2 separate regions of the Zea mays genome follow, and region 1 is linked to region 2. Evidence: chromatin contacts called from public Hi-C data. All regions are on one chromosome and are shown on one strand. The core of a region is the stretch at or near the end of the contact, and the rest is flanking DNA. Distances in the headings are between cores, read along the strand shown. Region 1 holds the start of LOC100193200. Region 2 holds the start of LOC100191431.

Region 1 (7,520 bases), core at 2,645-5,144, 300 kb before region 2:
CCGGCCCAATAATAATAGCCCGAAAACAAGAACCAACAGACAGTCACGGACGCACCTGAACAACCAGCCTTCAGGATGCAGCTCAGCCACCCTGTACAGGGTGCACCATGACTCGCTATATGCTATTATGCTCCTCCATCCAACACACAAATTACACAAGCATAGCAATGCTACTGAGTTCAACGGAAGAAAGCGGCACTATGTTCCAGCAGTTTATCTCCCCAATACAGGTCTTGCAAAGATGATCTTGACTCTGGTTTTGCAGCGCTAACGAGATCTTCTAAGCCAGGTAAAGCTTCCACCAGCTGATGTGGAGTCGGACGGATACCAAGTAACAGCTTCCCTTCGGCCCACCGTAGAAGATCCTTCTTCTATTCGTTCTCATCTATCCAGTCTCCATAGATCCTGCTGATCTTGTCAGGGCCCTTCCATTTCTGGATGGGCCTTTGCAGCTGTCCAGACCTCTGGCTGGCGATGGCCGAGCGCTGCGACTGGATGCCGAGATGGTACACGTCTGCATGAGGGGGCAACGCAGTGGACGCAGCAGCAGACTCTAGAGGAGCTTTAGCAGAGCCACCGGCTTGCTTCGAATCAGGAGTGGACAAGATGTCCCTGCCGTCGATGTCCACGAGGCCCCCTCCGTACTTGTGAAGTTCTGCAATTATAGCTAAAACATGTTAAGATTATTACTCAAACAAAGAGTTGCCCATGATCCAAGCACCAACCATCCACCTAGCTTCAATTCAGTATTATGCAAAGCATGAAACAGAAATGTGTTATGCAGGATAAAGGACTGCAAAAGCATATTAAATGTCCACAGCTAATTTAAGGCAGCACAGAATGAAAACTGCGACAGAGATACAATATGCCCATTAGCTGGCCCTGGAGCAGCACAAACACAAACCCTCAAAAAGGCAGGTAACTGGGTAAGTGATACCTTTTGTACTGACACCCAATACTTCACTGGCTGAACATAAATGAAAACTTGACACAAGGGCCAAAATTTATGAAATATTTACGAAAAATTGCATTACAACTTGCAGTACCACAATGCACCTTCCAGTATGTAGAAAGCTTTACCAGACCTTGTTTTGCTGCCACCGAACCCAACCCAGCATAATGTCCACAAATCCAAAAAGAAAAGGCAGATGGAACTACATTCTTATCAATGACACACCCTCAATCAGCAATCACAAACTTTGAAAATTGAAACCAACCAAACCCCAAAAGAATTATGTATATGCTACAATGTCTACACCTACCAGCATGGTTCACTCATAAACCATAAAATATTTTTGTAGCCTCTTGCTAGGCTGGGGTGGTGGTGTGTCCTGTGACTGATATGTGTCTATGTTGTGTATGTTTGGTGTGTGTGTGTGTGTGCTTTTTGTGAGTCTGGTGTGTTTTTTTTTTGTGTTGTGTTCTGATTGTCCCAGGCCTCAGGCCTTTTTTCCTCTACTTTAATATAATGATACGCAGCCCTACTGCGTATTCGAGAAAGAAAAAAATAAACCATAAACATCTCACAGCCCAAAAATATTCCTTCTAGGAATTCATCAGCGCATTGAGAATCATAGCATATACTTCCAACCATACATGATTGAAAAATAATTGACAAAACAGTAGTTCAAATCAGAGATACTGCTACAAAGTAACTACATAAACCAGCATGGTCTACTCCAGAAACCATAAAGATCTTGTAACCCCAACAGATCTTTTTTTCCTGGCAATTCATTATCATGTCAGAAATCAGCATAAACATCCACAACACGACACAAAATTAATTCAATGAAACAACATTTGAAATTAAGCAACCATTTATTGTCACTAATTATGAAACACGGTCAATAACCCAACCTATTAGACTTAATATCAAGGATAATAATTAAGGAGTGCAATGAACAATGTTTCTACCAAAAGTTCACTATAATAGAGTATCATGCACAAATTACTTAAAAGAAACACAAATCGCAAGTCCTAAATTGAAGTAGGAAGTATAACAAGTTGATGCACAGGGAAAAACTCTTGTACAATCAAGTTTCGCGTGCAATCGAACTACCAAAAGTCATAAAAAAGGAAAAAAAAATATATATCTACTTCATTATTTACTCTACCAATGCATCAAATGTAGCATGAAGGCCAAGACTTGCTATATGTTTAGCACTAGCCCTATCCCAATAACTCAACTCATCTAAAAACAAACTTTTAACTGAACTCAAGGAAGGTTTACATTTTTCAATCTGGTCTAGTCTTATGTGTGCCCATTGGGCATTGTACTTTGGTCCATTTTAGACCTTTTCTCTCTCTTAATATAATGATCTGCAGCTCTCCTGCGTGTTCGAGAGAAAAAATACATCAAATGTCAAGTTCTAATTCATCTTATGTTAAAAGATATAAAAGAGAAAATTCTATCATTTTATAATTCTTCATATTGGATAGAATTCTCAATTTCTCTTTTTTATACCTCTTAACATAAGATGGATTAAAACTTGATATTTGATATATTGGTAGAGCAAATAATGAAAAACATCTATATTTTTCCAAAAAAAAAAGACTTTTGGGAGTTCGCTTGGATAGCGATTGCACGCGAAAATTGATTGCACAGCAGTTTTTCCCAGTGCATCAACTTGTTATACTTCCTGCTTCAATTTAGGACTGGCTTTTGGTAGTTTGATTGCAAAGCGAGCTTGATTCCACAGAAGTTTTTACTGATTAATAAAGACGCATATGAACCTGAGACTCACCGGTAGAACCATGAGCAAAGTGGCATTTGCTCCCAAATGGGCAGTATCCAGTCATCTCCCACTTGTTACAGATCCTTGTCTTCCAGTTGGACGGCTTCTGCACCATCACTCCGTTGGCGGAGGCAGCATTGTATCCCCCACCACCAACGGTGGGCGAGAGACTGATGGCCACGCTCTCCCGTGCCTTAGACTGCTCATCATGCAGGAAGGTGCATGTGTCACCATAGGGGCAGCCCTCTTCAGTGTAGAACTTCTTGCAGTGACGGCCCTTGAATGCCCTGCCCCCCTGCGAGCCGCCACCACTGCCACCGCCGCCGTCTCCAGCTACAACACTTCCAGATGTCATGATGGGGATCTGGTGCTCCTCCCGCTGCTCCGTGGCCTCCTCGTGGGCGGCCACGATCTCCTGCCAGTTGGGCGGTGGCTTCCGGAGCTCCTCCATGCCATGCGCGAAGTTGCAGTTGGTGACGTAGGGACAGGTCCCGGCCCGGAACTTGCAGCAGAGCTTGGTCTTGAAGAACATCTTGCCAATGGCGCGCGACTTGCTCGTGCTGCCACCGCCGCCGCTATCGCTGCCGCCGCCCCCGCCGCGAGCCTTCTTGCCCGGCGGCGGCTGCTCGCTCCCCGCCCGCGACGAGGGGTTCCGGTCGCCGTAGCCTGGTTCGGCGCTCCACTGGCGGTAGTCGTCCTCGGTGGCCCAGATGCTGGCGTCGGCGCCCGCGGCCGACGCCGCGTTGGCCCAGGCGTCGGGGCCCGCGGCGTCCGGGATGATGTGGATGGCGTTGGTGTAGTCCATCGCCGCCGCTGTCCCCAAAGACACGAACTTTGGGGCCCAAACCCTACCTTCGATCCCGCGCGCACGCGCCGGAGAAGAGAGAACCTAATCGAACAGACCACCAATTCCGTTCAGTAGGACACCGCATCTAAGAAATCCGCAACCAAATAAGCTGGATAGGGAGGACGGGAGAGAGGGATTTGGGTATGGTTTGCTCACAGCGAAGGGAATCAATCCCCCCCAAGTCGCAGTCCCGCGTGTCGACGCACCCTACCCCGCCGCTGCGGGGCCGATGTCGGCCTAAGCGCCCGCTAGTCACCGCCCGTCTCACTCTCACCTGCTTGCGGCGTCTCCCGCCGTCGTCGAGGCACGACGGCGCCACTGAACTGAACCGGACGAGCAAGTCGCCACGGCATTTGGAGCTCCTCATTTCCCTGCGTTTGTTAGGGCTGGCGTGGGCCCATGGGCCTAACCAGCTAACCTGGACGGCAGGTTTGCGGCCCAGTAGCGCTAGAACAGAAGGAAAAGGAAGCTAGGAGAGACATTGAATTGTATGTATAGTTTGGTGGATTTTCTAGTGCAACTCATTTACAAATGATTTGAGTTGTGCGTGAAGTATATCCTCTCGTTTTTTGCGCAGCTTTCTGATTTGACTCAAGAAATTTATTCCAATGTAAACTGCCGTGCTATTTGTTGACACCATGAATTGAACTCAAAAATCTGGACACCATAACCGCGGAGACGATACTGCGCAAGCTTATCAGGATGACCGGAAACATAGATGAATCATCACTCGCCAGAATTCAGGCATGCAATTTCACAATCTTGTTCATGCACGCAGCATCATCCATACTTCCTCGGGTTCAAGAAAAAAGAATCTTTACCGATTTCATCTGTTATTTTTATCTGCGCCAAAAGAAGTATGGGTAGTATAACAGGCACACTTTTCAGGGAAGATGAGACGAAGCGACGAAACATTAGGGCAAACACTGTTCATAGATAATATTAGGGCCCCAGGCATATATAGCATTTCATACACCATTAAGAGCGCAAGCACATTAGGCAATTTAGAGAATGAGTAAATTATTGGAGATAACCTAAGATAGACCGATAGAAAGGTAAAATTGCTCCATGATCATTCACATTTTCTCAAGTCTCAGCAAATCGAGCCAAATCTTACCAGTTTCATCTATTTTTCCTAAGCAACACCCCTTTTCACAAAGATAAGATCGAAGAGGAAAGAAAGTTACAGCAATGGAAACATATGAGCAAGATGTTTGGCCATCTCAGCAACCACCAAGGCCAGCTGCAGCTTATAGACATACCTATAAGATGCCCTCCGCTTGCAACAGTAACAATAGTGCATCTGAAGACCAAAACAAGAACATCACTGCACCTTTTTAAAGGGATAAAAACACTAAACAGAGCACACAAGTAATGAAGGGTAAATAGGACCAAACCAACAGAGAAAGCTATAGCTTCTCAGCTTCCGAATAGGCAAATCAATACGTACACCTGGATTAATTAGACCATAGTCACACAAACTTTGTATTGCCTCTCACAAAAAGGGAACGATATCCATAAACAAGAAAATAATAAGATCAGTTTTCAAAGTGTCATAACACAACCAGCACTTTCAAAACCGCACCAGAAAACTGGCCGCCTTCCTTTGCATTACAGCACTCGGTCACCGCCTGTGTTCTAAGTCTTCTGTCCAAAGGCAATGAAAACTCATCAGTAGAAATTGCCAAAATACCCCGACAATTTCATAATAATCATGTCACATTAAGTAACCATAGTTGCCTTATAAAAGAGTATCAGACAAAATAAAAGGCTGGAGACAGCAAGAGCATCAGAAGTAGCAATCCATCAGCGGCTTTGAAGTGTGCAAACCATTATAAGCTGCAATAAAAATCAGAAAGTTGTCAGTAATAATAACATGCATAAGAGCAAACATAGCATAGAACAGACTAGTGCCATGCAAAATATAAGACAGAAATGAGAAAAGCATCAGTTTGTTATGACTATGACAAGTGTTCCCAGAGAGATCAGCTTGAAGTAACAGAAGGAACTAATTTGTATACTGCGCCCACACACATACCTCCTAAAAAAATACTCGGCCACTTTGTTATCTACTCTGCAACTCAAATAACAGAATATTTTCCAGTTTGAGCAGATCCAGGAAGATTTAGAGCCTGGTTTGCACAATCCTCAAGGACACGTTTTAATTCTGCTTTCGCCTTCTTCACAGAAGACTCTGTCGGGCCCTCGATAAACAGGTAAAGCTTGCGCTCATTTGCACCAACAATTTTTCCTTGAGGAATATATGTTCCCCTCGTAGTGATAGCAGCACCAGTCCAGTCCTGAATAGGGGCCAGTGTCTCTTTGTGAGTGATTCTCCAACGGGCATTCTGTGGGAAATCATTAATCTCAAGTTCAGCCTCATAGTGTTCTGGAACTGCATGGGCCTGTATCCTTGCCAGATTTTGTTGCAAGTTCATTGCAGCCTGAAGTGCCCGAGCAGTGGCCTCATCATTTTGTTGGTTTGATGCTGTGAGTAAAGGAATCAAGGGGGCTGTTGCAGATCCTGGTATTTGCTGATTTGCATTATTAGCAGCCTTGTTTGCAACCAAAGCAGCAGCTGCATGAGCATTGGCAATAGCTTGTGCTGCCAGATCACCTCCTGCCTTACGCACTCCCCCTTCATCATCAGAATCTGAATCTGACTTGTCCTCCTCATATCCATATTCCCTTGCCTGAGCCTTCTTCGCGGTCTTCCGTGCTTCATCCTCTTCCTCGTTAAACTTAAAACCACTACCACCATAGCCTGTGCCATGGGCCTGCTCAGTTCCCTGTTTCACCTTAGCCATAAATCTATCAGCCAGGGCTTTTAGGTCCTGTGGAACAGCCTGCTCAGAGAGCTCCAGAGCCTTAACAAGGTCTGTTGCATAGCGCTCATCCTCATCAGAAATAAAAGTAACGGCAAAGCCCTTTCTACCAGCACGACCTGTTCTACCAACACGATGAACATAGTCCTCATAATGGTTAGGGACATCATAATTGACAACCAGTTCAAGTTCTTTAACATCTAATCCTCTAGCAGCAACACTAGTAGCAATCAGCAAGCTGCACACGTTGCTCTTGAAATCAGCAATAGTTGATTCGCGGTCAGTCTGATCTTTGCCACCATGAAGGGACAGACATGGATACCCATGCTGGAACAAGTCTTTGAGTAGAGAATCACACTTATCTTGTGAGTGAACAAAAACAAGGATTTTCCCCTTAACATACCATTCACCAAGCAACTCTAATAGCCTGAAGAACCTCTCGGTGTCTGGTCGGACCTCAACCAGTTGTGTGATATCTTTGTTCACGACACTCCTCCCACCCACCTGAATTTCAACAGGCTTGGTAAGCACCTTGCGTGCCAGTATCTCCACCTGCCGTGGAAATGTGGCAGAGAAAAGTACTGTCTGCCGATCTGGCCGGGTATTCTGAACTATACGAGTAATCTGAGGCTCAAAACCCATGTCAAACATTCTATCAGCTTCATCCATCACCAAGAAAGTCACTCTGCGAAGGTTAGTTATTTTTCCACTGCTAGTGCAAAGGATATCGATCATCCTTCCCGGTGTACAAACAACAATTTCGGCACCCCTCTTCAATTCGCTGATCTGCTGTGCAACTCCCGAACCACCATAGATTGCAACACAGTTGATGCCAAGCACCTTAGAGAACTTCTTGATGTCTGAATGTATCTGGACCACAAGCTCTCTAGTAGGAGCCATAATAAGCCCAATAGGGCCATCTCCAGGGACAACAGGGGGCTGATCTTTAACATGCCTCAGCATTGGGAGGACAAATGCTAGAGTCTTGCCAGATCCAGTTTTTGCGATGCCTATACAATCACGACCACTCATTATGATCGGCAAAGCCTGTGTCTGTATAGGCATCGGTTTCTCAAAACCAAGCTTCTTGATGGTATCAAGGAGTTTGCTTGT
Region 2 (7,042 bases), core at 3,805-6,304:
GACATCCCAGCCCATAAAAGGGCATGGATTCAGTTGACTTAACTCCTCGCTAGCTGAGGCTTTGGGCCTGTTCAGAACAGCCAGCTGCGGCTGCAGCAGCACAAGGAACAGTGCTGTGCAAGTGTTCATTTGCAGCGGCAGGGTTGAGTATTAAAAATGAACAGGCTGAATGAAGACTTTGTTTCTGGACCTTGTAGTTCTGCTGTTTCCCCCCTCCACCTGTATACTTTTCCATCTACTTATGGCTGTATACTGTATACATCCCTGGTTAGTGTAGAGGCTGGAGGTTACCCCCATTATCTAAACCTATGTAAGAGGCCACAGATAGGCTCAAACATTTGGTTTAAAGAAATTATTCATAAGCCAAGGATTGGCACCATGTCACGGGTTCAAAGATGCCTCTCCGCATTTACCGAGGGAAGGCTTGGGCTTGGCTCGGTTTATCCCTTCCTATAGACCCCACTCATGTCAGAGGCTCCAGCACAAGGTCTGCACCAAGAAAATGGTACCAATGTTGATGAATTGTCCTGCTAGGAGTAGCAAGATTTCAGAGGAGAGAACGTGATCAAAGGGATTCCAGATATTAAATGGATTTTCTTCTAAATAGATTCGAACTGTTCATATCTTTGATTCCTATATGACTATATCTGAACCTGCACAGCAAAGGTATACATGAAATTGCTTTTTTCTACTAAAAGGATGTTTTGATGCCGTGATGCACTAGTGTGTGTAATGAGCAATGAAATGATTCAATGTTACTACTGCCAGTAATAACATTACTGCTCCAATACATACACGAGTAGTGTAGCAGGAACAACAACAGCACACTGCCATCAGAAGGGATGCTAAAGTGGTAAAATGTACAAAAGATGGCACTGCTGAGAAATTCACAGCTAAGAAACCAGTGCATGTTAGTTGAAATTCAATGCTATTTGTCCAATCACACAAGCAATATAAATAGACAAAAGCAAGATATCCTATTAGAGAACACTTACATGAATAACGAGCACTGGGCATTTGACCTTTTTTATTTTCTTGACATTCTGCAGAAATAATTTTGGCTAGACATTAGTAAAGGGTAACCCTAAGCATAAGAGCTGCAGACTGCAAAAGAGAATCAGTTTGAGTTATTTACTTTGTAAATGTCAAAGCAGAAAGTAAAGTTCACATGGCAAACCACACGGAGGCCTGACAGTATAGCGCTGTGGAGAACCACCCCACGCAATCTAGGCAAACGAGAGGCTAAATGTAATGTTGGTCCACTGCCGACAGATTGTCCGTACAAGATAATGTCTTCCTGGCTGATCCCATACTCAGTTTCTAAGCATTGGTACACTGCTTCAATGTCTGCATATGTATTCTCTTCACTTGGCTGCATACAAATAACAAACATAAGGTCCAGCCCTCCGAAATGTAATCCTCTAGAAAGGATGCAAGTGTATGATAACTGCAAATACCAGGAACCTGGCAGCAATACGAACTGAACACGGAATCTGACTTAGCTCAAATGAGCATATAGCAATATATCAGCCAATCCAGTATCCAAAACATAATTTGAAATTTAAGATGAATAAAGTTTCATAAGTCAGGAATTATTACTGTACTGACTACATGGAGTTTTAAAATACAAAACAGGAAAAACAAAAGAAAACGAGTAAAGTTTGCTTATTTAGTTCTGAAATTTCAGGAATGACGTAAGATTAGGTCAGAACATAAAAACCTTGATTCAACTTTATGACATATAAACAATATCACGAAATTTTGCTTAAAAAAACTTTTTTGCATTGAATTGGGAATGACATGTTGGGTCCACATTCCATTGAAACAACCTGCATATCATGCCACAGCAGTGAGATGGATAGTTTGGACATCCATGAAGCCTGCAGGTGGACCTGAATGGAATAAACTGCTCATGCATGTAGTTTTGCAAAAGCTGATTCTTAAAACTGTAGTATGACACTTTTAAAATGGCATGCATGGCTGAAAAGAAAAAGGTTCGAATCTAAAAATATGCTGATCATTGCTATCTCTGAACAACCTTTGAAGATGCATTGGCCATGCTGTGCCAGTAATGCACCAGTCAGGCATGGGCCAAAAAGCATCTTCTCATGTAGGTATATAAACTATGTTCCTGTAACGTAAAACTAAAACCACATTTCTTGAGCATAGCACGTTGAATCTTGAGACTAAATGCAAAATTGCAAGATCTGTAGCTAGGCAGATTAGATAACTATTTATCTGTGTCAGTTTTTTTTTTCTTTTTGCAAAGGTATATGTGTTAGTTCTGAAAGGCCAATAAGATCTAAGAGAAGTGTTTGGAACAGACAATCAGCGATTCACCACCACTTCTAATTTTCAACTCATCAGCATTATGTCCATCGTCCTTCCATTCAGAGGGTACAGCAGCATTTCAGTGATGAGTTCTCCTGTTGGCTCCTAGAGGGCGCCAGGAGTTTGGGTCAGCTTGGTCTCCCTAGTTCCATGAGTAATATCGGATCTAATCCTTTTACTCATCTGTAACCTTTTTGTTTTTCCTTTTCTTTTGTTTCTTTTTCTGTTTTGGCTATGGATGTAAGTCCTGTTTCTCTCTCTCTAATATAAAGATGTGCAGCTCCTGCGTGTTCTAGAAAAAAAAACATTATGTCCATGGTGCTACATAGTTCATACTTGAAAAAAAGAGTTCTTCCTTACCTTGCCAGTAGATGCACCATAGCCAGAATAGTCATATCTGCGATCACAGAAGAAGACAGTCAATCACGTCAGCGTGTTCTACATAACATTATAACTTACCTTAAGAGCAGACCGATGAAACCGAAAACACCACATCATCTTAGTGAAACAAAAATGACGCAATTATTCAAAGAATGAAGACACAGTCAACTTTGGCCCACTGATATAGTGACATGCAGTATATCGACAACAGAAAAGGTTAAATTTAACGTTTTTCCTTGACGACCATTCATACCAGTAACGCATATGCAGCCATATAAACTGAATCTTCTATTGATACCACGTTCTACATTTGGAACAAGAAACGGCAGAACTGAAGCACACGTCATAATCCATTCTCGGAACTTTTAAAAGTTCTGCACTCACTGAAAACCGCCGCGGAAAAACTAGAATAACCACATCCATATCCCCAATTCTAGTAACGGAGTGCTTCCGCCGCCCTCCACATGCAAAACGGAACTGATCTATGCAATGCAGCGTCAGTAATTCGCACAAAAATTGTCACTAAAGGTAAGTGTATCTTCTCCAGTAGCCCCGACCAGCCCCCCCCCCCCCCCCAATTCATACCAGTAACGCATACGCAGCCATATAAACTGAATCTTCTTTGATACCACGTTCTACATTCGGAACAAGAAACGGCAGAACTGAAGCACACGTCATAATCCATTCTCGGAACTTTTAAAAGTTCTGCACTCACTGAAAACCGCCGCGGAAAAACTAGAATAACCGCGTCCATATCCCCAATTCTAGTAACGGAGTGCTTTCACCGCCCTACACATGCAAAACGGAACTGATCTATGCAATGCAGCGTCAGTAATTCGCACAAAAATTGTCACTAAAGGTAAGTGATCTTCTCCAGTAGCCCCGACCAGCGCCCCCCCTCCCGCGCGGCTAAAATCCAGCAAATAGAAAACAATGGCATGTCCGGGCAGAGCATCCTATATAGGACAGGTATTACTACTGAAGTACACTTACCTAAACAGATCATGGAACATAGCATTTGATAGATAGAAACTAAGGAACAGCATAATAAATGCACCTAGTACAACAAACACTGGGGCTAGTTTGGCAACTCCATTTTCAAGGAATTCTCATTTTCCCATGGTAAAATGGAAATCCATTGAAAAAATAAGGTTGCTAAACTAGCCCTGAAAGGTAAGAATTGCAAGATCACAGAGATGGGCAGGAAGCATAGTGCACTACTAACCCCATCAGGTTGATCTTGAGATTGACCTTGAGCTGCACAAAGAGGTCGTACAGCTGGCCGAGGTCGGCAGCGTTGCCGTGCGAGTAGAGCAGGGTGAGGCGCGCGCAGGGGTTCCGGAAGTAGAAGGCCACCACCTTGTTCCCCCTGCTGGTGTCGACGAGCAGGACGTCCATGGCGTTGTCCCGCGGCACGCCGGAGGCGACGAGGCGGCCCGTGGCCTCGTCCTTCCGGACGGCGTACGTCGCCGGCTCCGGCGGGAAGAAGGCGAACCGCGCCGCGAGACTGGACACCGAGCACCCCGACGGCATCGGAGGCAGCGCTCACTCATCGACAGGCGGCAATGCGGGCTGCTCGGAAGAGGACGCCCTCTCCTATCCTCTCCCCTCCCCTCCGCCCTGCGGCTGCTGCTTTCTTGGCTCAGATGGATGGAGCTAGGTTCCCAACGATCAAATAGATAGGTGGCAGAGGCGTTTTGGGATTTTGTGCAGTCACAACGGATTTGCGGCACCTTCACTTGGTTGTTTCCAGGGATCGAATCGGCTCCAAGGACCAAACTTTGGGTGAAAATCTCTCGGGGAGTAGAGCACAAAAAGGTCAGGTTCTTGAATCCTGCTGCCTGGCTGGATCTCTGCAACGGGCTCTCGCAAGAAACGGACAAACCTTTCCCCCTCCTCCTCCTCCTGCTCCTTGCGAGAAAGAAATCCGCCCTAATAATAAAAAAACAAAGAAACCAGCTCACTCCACCGGGCAGCTGATCGGCGCCATCTCTGAAATCTCAACAGGGAGAAGGCGATCGAGGAACATAAAAAAGGAATGGATTTATGATGTACCAGTCGTACAGGGGGAGGGGTTTGGGAGGGTTTAGTGCAGCAGTTACCAGTGTGGAAAAAAGACGAGCAAGCGACGAGGAGAGCGGAGCAGTAGCAGGACCAGGAGGAGCAACCGCTGCACAGCACAGCACAGCACAGCACTAGCCGACTAGCGAGCGCTCGCCCTGCTCTGCTCAGCAGCCTTCAGCCACGCACGCTGCTCGCTGCCATTTATTACTCACTGACAGACAGACACACGCTCAGAGACAGAGAAAGGGAGAGGAGAGAGGTTTTGGGAGGAGGAAGAGACGCTGTGCTGCTGTTGTGTGCGTGCGTGCGGGTGCGGCAGCAGGGGTATGTGGGGAGGGGAGATGAAGATGGAACAGGGCAGCGGAAAGTGCAGGGGATCCCCACGCCTTTGCAAAAAAGGAACGGGAGAGGCTTTGCAGCGTGGCGGTGTTCAGCCGCCGCTACGGTGCCGCGTGTGCCTCCGCCGATCCAGAAACTGAGCACCGTCTGATCGTCTTATCAGACGGCCCGGATGAGGCCAAAAGTTTTGCAGAATGAAGTGTTTGTTGGGTGTGTGATGTCACGTTCTTGGAATTTTTTGTGATGAACCGTGTGTTGGTTTCGTAGATATTTGTTGCGGGACGTTTATACAGAACAAATCTGATGAAAAGGTTGTAATAACTGTTGTTTTTTCAAGTTCAGTTTGTTAGGAGCATCTCCAACAATACTTCAAACTAATGTCTTAAATTGAAATATATGACTTTCCATTAGAAAAATTACTCCAACAGTGTCTTATTTTGTAAAATTTTATCAAAAACATATAGGGCACTATATTAAATGCATCAGATATACTAAAATCTAGTGGACTATTATATAATCTAGAATTAAGACTTTACTGTTGAAGCAGAAAATTTTATCGATGCACTAAACCATATAAAATATACTTATTTTTGAATTATAGAGTATTTTTATATGACACGTTGTTGTAGCCGTTCAATTCTCCAGCCAAATTTTGGTGGTGTTTCGTCGAGAAGTGCTAGCCGCTAGCGTGTGTTTCTGAGTTGATGGTTGCCAGTTTCCTATGACGATAGCAGATTTATTTATATTACTAAAGGCTCTTTTTAATTGTGATGGAACTTTTAAAAAATAGTTGTGCTGACTAGTTATAGATATTATAAAAGCTAAAAGATATTTGTTAGACAGTTATGGCTTTTTAGAGAGAAAAAAATACTGTCAGTTTCTCTTAGAGATAGACGACCCTATCTGCCAATCTCGTCATCTTCTTCTACTACGTGAGTGCCCTTGTGTTGCGACGGTATACAGATTATTCTATAAATGTTAGTGCACAACAATTACATGAAAACAAACAACATATATATATCAACACCAATATCTAACATATGAGGAGTGGACATGTCAGTCAGTAATAGCAAGTGATTGTTCCCCAGAAGCCGTGAAAGGTGAGATTAGGAAGATGGGATATTGGGGAACTAATCTTCTATTTCTTAATTGCCAAATGTTCGAATACAAGAGATAAATAGGCATTATGCCTTCTAACAAACATAGATGGAAAATCTCCTTAAATTGAGACAGTGGTTTCTGGCTGCGCTGCGGTGACTCGGTTTCCATCGATGATTTGTTGCAACTCAATGTTCAGCACCTTGAGACAGTGGTTTCTGGCTGCGGTGACTCAGTCTCCATCGATGATTTGTTGCAACTCAATGTTCAGCACCAGATTAAATTGACTTTCGCTAACATCGTTCCTATAAATTAGACACAAATCAGCTTGATGCTATAACAAAACAGAGAAAATAGAAGTGGCCAAATCAAAAGAAGAGAGAGTATAACCATTCAGTTTAGAATCACATGAAATTATCTCATACAAGGGAATCCTCGTCAAGGTTTTGCTCTTTCTCACACAACATTGAATTATCTCAAACTCATAGCAGGGTACTTTATTCACCTCATAACCATTAGCGTACTTTTTTGGTTCTCGCAACAAATCTTGACTTCATTATCTATTAAAAACAGAGAGATGTACGTAGCCACCAAGTCATGCGACCCTAAACCCAGATCGAAGCTACTCTACTCGTTACTGGAAATCCATAAGCTACCAACAATGTATTTGTCTCGGGATGAGGCAAAAATGCCATGCCACATCGGGGTCATATACAGATAAGATGTAGTTAGTGTTCATCCAAAAAATAAACTGCATGGTGAAATGACTCCATCATACTAAAGAGGCAAGCCACACTGGCTCCAAGGTGGTAGAGATTCCAAAACACTT

Evidence for each region. Hi-C and Micro-C count contacts between places; a contact is called where the count stands out from the background.
Region 1: a contact with region 2 is called in a Hi-C map of bundle sheath, with 2.3 times the contacts expected there. The contact joins the promoter of LOC100193200 here to the promoter of LOC100191431 in region 2. A contact is called at or near these places in 2 of 25 Hi-C or Micro-C datasets (bundle sheath and ear).

Annotation. Positions count from the first base shown.
Region 1 is chr10:78,716,666-78,724,185 of Zm-B73-REFERENCE-NAM-5.0, reverse strand. LOC100193200 reads right to left here and starts at 3,894. Exons shown (of 2, transcript NM_001138354.1): 1 at 2,745-3,894; 2 at 164-655. The coding sequence starts at 3,540. The coding sequence ends at 372. It overlaps LOC100381523, which reads right to left and starts at 6,818. Exons shown (of 2, transcript NM_001174353.1): 1 at 5,621-6,818; 2 at 4,985-5,421. The coding sequence starts at 6,389. The coding sequence ends at 5,664.
Region 2 is chr10:78,416,282-78,423,323 of Zm-B73-REFERENCE-NAM-5.0, reverse strand. LOC100191431 reads right to left here and starts at 5,054. Exons shown (of 6, transcript NM_001136864.1): 1 at 4,815-5,054; 2 at 3,938-4,644; 3 at 2,692-2,728; 4 at 1,136-1,372; 5 at 996-1,043. The coding sequence starts at 4,245.